Regions from separate parts of the Mus musculus genome. Here region 2 is linked to region 1. A link is a contact called in public Hi-C data. All regions are on one chromosome and are shown on one strand. Each heading gives the region's core, a stretch centred on a gene start, on an enhancer-like site or on the middle of the called end of the contact. The rest is flanking DNA. Distances are from core to core; before and after follow the strand shown. Region 1 overlaps Erbb4 (erb-b2 receptor tyrosine kinase 4). Region 2 overlaps Erbb4 (erb-b2 receptor tyrosine kinase 4).

Region 1 (3,296 bases), core at 17-2,516:
TTGGTCGACATTAATCTCTTCTGTAAGGTGCTAAGAGAGCAATGTATAAGAGAAGAATTATTTTAAATGACAAAATAATTATTCTTTATCATTACGTATTTTAGGAGGATGAAGTATAGTGTGCATTTCCTATCACTTTTCCAATATAATTTGATTTGCCTTAAATATAATAAAACAAGTGACGTGCAGGTTCAGTAACACATGTAGATCTTTTCCAATCCATAAATGGTGTTTACTTATCCGTGTATTATCATAACAAACTTCCACATTGATCCTCCCATGGCCCAAAGAAAGAGGCTTCCTCAAGGGCATATCAAGGTCTTTCTTTCCTACCTGAGAACTTGCCTCTTCCTCAAGAACTAGCATGATGGCTGTCTGCTGCCCCAACTGAGAGCATTCCATCTCCTGGCCTCATGAACATGGTCAGTCTTTGTTATTTTATGTCTTCTATCTTTCTGGATATAAACTCAGAACAGATCCATGGGATTCAACCACTCATGCTTTGTAGTTCCTGTGCAAACACACCATTTCTAAAGCCTACTTTAGAGCAGCATAACAGAAACACATTCCCATTTTAGAGATTAGAAGCTGAAGCACACAGACAGGCTAAGAGTGTTTTATTTTTACCTGTAATAGCTCATTGGCAATGTAATCAGTAGCCTAAAGTCTTTTATTCCAAGCCCTGAGTGCACAGCAGAGGACACTTATTTTGCATTTGTAAAGAGATTAAAGCTTAAAAGTGGGAGAGAGAATGGGACCCTGGTAGGAGTCCACTTTATATAGCTCTAAGAATGCCACACCTGTCAGGATCAAACATATTTTACCATGAGCAAAGTATTTAATAATATGGTTATATTCTCAGAATAAGTAATTTCTTCTTTCCGTCACTGCTCTTATTAAGCCACAAAAGGCTGCACATACTATAGGTTTACAAAAGAGGCACTTAAAAGAACAAACGTGTCAAATTTTCCCTGTTGGAAGCAAAGGCTCTGTAACAATAAACTCATGAACTGTTCAGTAACACACAGCCTCTCAAAGAAGAGAGAGCCCAGTTAGAAAGTGTATTTTCTAGAGCATGATTGGACATGGTGTAAATTTCCCTGGTGATGGTAACAATAGATAGACCAAGGTTGGTCTGTTAAATGCAATGTGAGTGAAAACCAGGCAGTTCCAAGTGGCTGCTGGCACAGTTTGAGGTGCCCTGCCAGCGTTCAAACCCACAGGGTCATTTGGCAGTCAGGTGTCATTAGTCACCCCTCTCCTACTTTCCCTCTTCCCATCTGTTTTCGTCTAGCCTATTTGTGTAAATTACCTCTCAGTATGCAGCAGGGCTCAGGCTCCTCATGTATTTTCCTCCTACTCCTTTGTCCTTTTCATCCCCGACTGCTCATTTAGACTTAGACCAATCATTTGACCCAAAATTTAACATGAGAGGCAAGATAATGGCAGCAATTAATATTACTACCATTACAAAGCATCCCTTATGACTATGGTTAAGAGACCACTAAGGATTGGATAATAAATGTCAAAGATACGGCTTGCCAGTGGACATTTCAGATCATGATGACTATCATCAGAGGCCAAAACGTAATGATGCCCTTTAAGAAGATGTCAAGCTTATGAAAATTTGTGTGGATTGCCTGCGAAGTTAATAGGCAAATGAGATGTTTAAAGAAATTTCTGTGCCTAGTGTAAAAACAGTGATGCTTTTTAGAGAGGAGAAAGACAAAAATCCCTTTCTATTGAGTTTGCCCAACTAATCACTAGTATATGGAATGTCCCATCTCTATTTATCCTTAGAATTAAATCAAACTGTAAATAGATCTGTGAATCTGTCAAGTACTACAAGAAAAACAAACAAACAAACAAACAAACCAAACCAAAACAAAACAAAAAGAACCACAAGACCCACCCTGCATTACACAATGTTACTATTGCATTGCACAAAAAAGGGAAGGGCCAAACATAATTGCTTATATCAATGCCACTGATAGCAAAGATCTTCTATTCTTCAATGTATTTAAATTTTAAAAACTATTTGGAAAGGGGCAGGTGAGAACAAACTGTAGCATACTCTTCCACATGCACCTTTCCTGCAGAAACACATAATCTGCTTGAAGTAATCATTACTGGAATTTCACATTGATATTTAAATTCAGTTTACATAGAATCATAGAAAAGATAATACAATCAAAAGCCTTCCCTTTATGAATCACTTAGATATTTGGCCATATTGGCTCCATTTGTCAAGTATAGATTTTATGGTGCCCATGGTCAAAGACTTTAGTCCATATTTATTAGGCCACTGTTATTTTGTTATATACAAATGAATTGAATAGAAAAGGCCAAGTTATGCATTGCTAATAATTAAGCACAATATTTTTTCATGTTAAAGCACTTTAGAAGATATCTAGATTATAACATTCAGCCAATAAGAATTTTGTTCTCTGAAATAAAAGTAGAAAGTAGGCTGACCAGTACAAGGGAATGCTAGGTCCAGGAAGCTGGAGTGGGTGGATTGGGGAGCAGGGCAGGGGGAGGGTATAGGGAATATTTGGAGAGGAAACTAGGAAATGGGATAGCATTTGAAATGTAAATAAAGAAAATATCTAATAAAAAGAGAAAAAAAAAGAAAGTAGGCTGAATCATATTCTAAAATTGCTAATGATAAGTGGCACATGATAGTTTCATGTAGAAGACTGTATACTTGTCCCTTTTTTATCAACACCTACACCTATATTTAACCAAATTAACTATTTTATTTGCGAAGTTTTCTACTTATAAACTCAACTTTGAAAATAATGTATAGATCACGTTTTCTGTGTCTTTAGGGACATAGAGTTCATAGGAAAAATGTAGAGTTGCGATTAAGCAAGTGTGCCTTTACTTGGAAGTGACTGAGCTGTGTGAGACTTTGTATCATGAAGTATACAGAAAGAATACAAGAACAGCAGAAGAGAAAAGTCTACCATAGATGGTTTCGTTGACTGACTAAATAGAAACTATTTTATATGGCATTTATAACATACATGTGTTCCTCCTTTGCCTTCTTCTTTTCTTCCTCCATTTGCTGCTCCTCTATTCCTCATCGTCTTCTTCTTTTCTTTTTTTATTCCTTTAAAAATGTGAAATAAAATTTGGCCTGTAAGTTGTACAGAGGTATGCACTAAGTCAGCTGCAGCTCAAAGCTGCTGGATTGTTGATCTCTATCCGATGTCTAAAACAGATCTCTTCCTTTTCTTTTCTTCTTCTGATATTCTTCATAACAGTGTGGAAGATAATAAATATTCTTAAAA
Region 2 (3,121 bases), core at 581-3,080, 570 kb before region 1:
TTTTCTATATTTGTTATACTTTCTATACATAGCTTAAAATTTCATACATTGTTTTGCCTGATAAAATTTATCAAATAAATGTATGACAGAACACATGCACACACACACACACACACACACACACACACACACACACACACACACACACACATATGGCTGATGGTGCCCTATGGTGAACAGCTTTTTATTAAAATGCCTAATTTCAGTTAATCCTTAGACACCCAAGTTTACTATACTTTGAAGAATTGTTATGTTCTAAATGCAATTGCTAAGTCACTAGTCAAACAAATCATTTTCATAACAATAAGAAAAATGGAAAATTCAGACTCTCATCTTGACTAGCAGACGTTAGATGATCAGAAAACAACTTAATCAATATGGTATAATTTTGTGATGTAGTATATGTTAATATTATGTCAGTATTTTGTGTTTTTTGTCTACTTGATGAATAAAAGGAAAACCTCTGCTTCAAAACAGTCTAAATTAGTTTGTTAAAAGGCTGCCCCAGACTGGATTTTGCATGTAAATATTCAGAAGATACAGTAAATGTTCTTAGGCAAAACGCCATGGAGTCCCCCCTCGTCTGCTGAGTTCACTTCACTGTCAGTGTTTGTACTGATTGGAAGAGGTGTTACTTACTTACGACCACATCACCCAGAATAAGCAACCTTGCCTCATATGCATGCATCTTAGATGGATGGCCTTGACTTTGGGTAAACTAAGATTTCTACTTTTAATTAGGCAAGTTCATCCTCTGCAAATGGATCCAGAACTAGAATGGGCACAAAATACAGCCACAATGTGTTGGCTGGAGCCTGTATCTCGGCTTGGGATTATTTCATCTAGCAACATGGTATATTACTGACTTGTAGAAAGCCACCTTTTAAACGTATACAATCCTGTTTTAGTTTCTTACAGAAAGAGGGGCATGGGTTTTTTAATTAATATGTTTAGGAGCACACAAATGGATTCTTCAACACCAAATTGTCAGTCCTGAAAACATGCATACAAGTAATGATAGAGATCTCCATAACTATATCATATCTATATAATGATATAGACTGAGCAGGTTATATATATATATATATATATATACACACATATATATACACATATACATACATACACATATACATACATATATTTATCTACATATACATGTATATATTTTATAGGTGTATATAAATAATGTATATACATGTACAGACATATATGCATATATACATTTTCAACAACAATGTAAGAAGAGAACATGAATTTGAAATAAAAAGCAAGGTACACAGGAGCATTTGAGGGAGGAAGATGAAAGAGGAGAAGTTGTAACCATACTATAATATCAAAAAATAAAAGAAATATTTTTAAGTTGCATGTTTTTCTCTTGCTTTTTCTTGTGTTTCCTGTCAGTGTTGAGTCTGAATATCTTTAGAACCTGCGTATGAGTTGCTATGCAAATAAACATTTATCTAATTCAAAGAATGAAAAGGAAATATTGCCTGACACTAATGCAAGCGACATGGTACAGTGTATTCTTAATGAATGTTGTTATTGATGCTTAAGATAGAAGCCTTAGAATGTGAGCATAGCAACATATTAAAAACATTAAATCTATATTTCTTTCATTTATTTCTAACAGAACAAAAAGTCTCCCAAGCTGCCACTTTAATTACAGTGGATGGCAAAGGTCTCTCAGTGAAGAGGCAGCACGATCAGGCTAGTTTTTATTACACACAGGGGGATGGTTGAAGGCTGGATGATCTAGGGAAGAAAGATGTTTGCTAATGTTTACATACTTAGCTCCCACTGGCACTCCCCCAGCTTGGAGGCTTGCACTGCCCCTCTGATTCTGAGAAAGTGCATCCAGATTCACAGCAAGACTTCAAGGAGCACCAGATGATGGGGCAGATGGCAGATGACTAATTTGGCAAGCCTTGATGAGTGGAAATTGTTTGCTTTAATTGCTTGTCAAGTCCAGTACCTACATTAAAGTTAAGAGCCTAGCACTTGCACAGAAAACACAATACTACAATGTAAATTAGGTCTGTGTTTTAGAGGAGGGCAGCCATAAGGAAAGGATCAAGGATGAACTCTGAAGAGATGATGGGAAGTTAATATTACTATTTAAACTGATATAGGTGACAAATATTATTTCCAATAATTGAATCATCACTATTAGCTTTTCTATCTTTAAAATATAAAATTTTGTAAAATGTAAATGGACAAATATATTTGAAGTCAGGAAGACAACTAAAGTGTGTTAACATCAGTATGTGCAACCCTATTATTAATAGTTGATGTTTCATATCATACATTTAAACTCATCTCTAATTCATTAAATGTTACAAAGCTAGTGATTGAAACATAAAATGGCCAACAGACACATTAGAAAGATTAACATTTGTGTTAGGAAAACTCGGTTAGGCTAGAAGATTAAAGACGCATCACCCAGAGGTTGGAGCAATACCTCAATGCTTATTGAGATCATTTGATTATGAAGAGCAAAGTTAGGATTCCAGCCTTCACATCTGGATCAGCCTGTAGCTCCAGCTTTGGGGATACAACACCATCTTCTGGCCTCCCAGGATACCTTGATATATGTGTAATACACATGCACACATGAGTGTACATTCACTCACAAGCACACACACACACACACACACACACACACACACACACACAGAGAGAGAGAGAGAGAGAGAGAGAGAGAGACAGACAGACAGAGAGACAGAGAGAGACAGAGAGACAGAGACAGAGACAGAGAGACAGAGAGACAGAGACAGAGGGAAATATTAAAAAAAAACCTGCATGCATAGCTCAGTAAATAAGTCTCTCTCCCTCTCCCTCTCCCTCTCCCTCTCCCCTCCCCTCCCCTCCCCTTCCCTCCCCTTCCCTCTCCTCTCCTCTCCCCCCTCTCCCCCCTCTCTCTCATGTGCAAATGTTTTGAAAGTCTTTTATTATGAAATAAGGTGTAAAATTCTTTGAGACCATGTTAAGAAGGTCTGTGATTAGAGAACAAGAATTTTGTTTTAGTAGAAAGATGACGAGGATAGTTTATTTTAAAGAGTATATTGTTCCCTGTATGGAGAAGTGAAGGATGAATTTTAGAATCATAGAGAAACTCTAG

What was found. A called contact is a pair of places that touch in the nucleus more often than the background predicts.
Region 2: a contact with region 1 is called in a Hi-C map of cerebellum, with 1.9 times the contacts expected there. The contact joins two enhancer-like sites.

The regions. Positions count from the first base shown.
Region 1 is chr1:68,176,686-68,179,981 of GRCm38.p6, reverse strand. The region is part of intron 20 of Erbb4 (erb-b2 receptor tyrosine kinase 4); the gene reads left to right. Among named protein-coding and RNA genes, the nearest start is that of Gm51744, 780 kb to the left of the region's middle. Within about 2 kb of position 1,266, at least 12 of the 459 cell types and tissues checked have an H3K27ac peak or open chromatin away from gene starts, as enhancers often do. A contact at or near this core is called in cerebellum, where this site is marked.
Region 2 is chr1:68,747,925-68,751,045 of GRCm38.p6, reverse strand. The region is part of intron 1 of Erbb4 (erb-b2 receptor tyrosine kinase 4); the gene reads left to right. Among named protein-coding and RNA genes, the nearest start is that of Gm51744, 210 kb to the left of the region's middle. Within about 2 kb of position 1,830, at least 7 of the 459 cell types and tissues checked have an H3K27ac peak or open chromatin away from gene starts, as enhancers often do. A contact at or near this core is called in cerebellum, where this site is marked.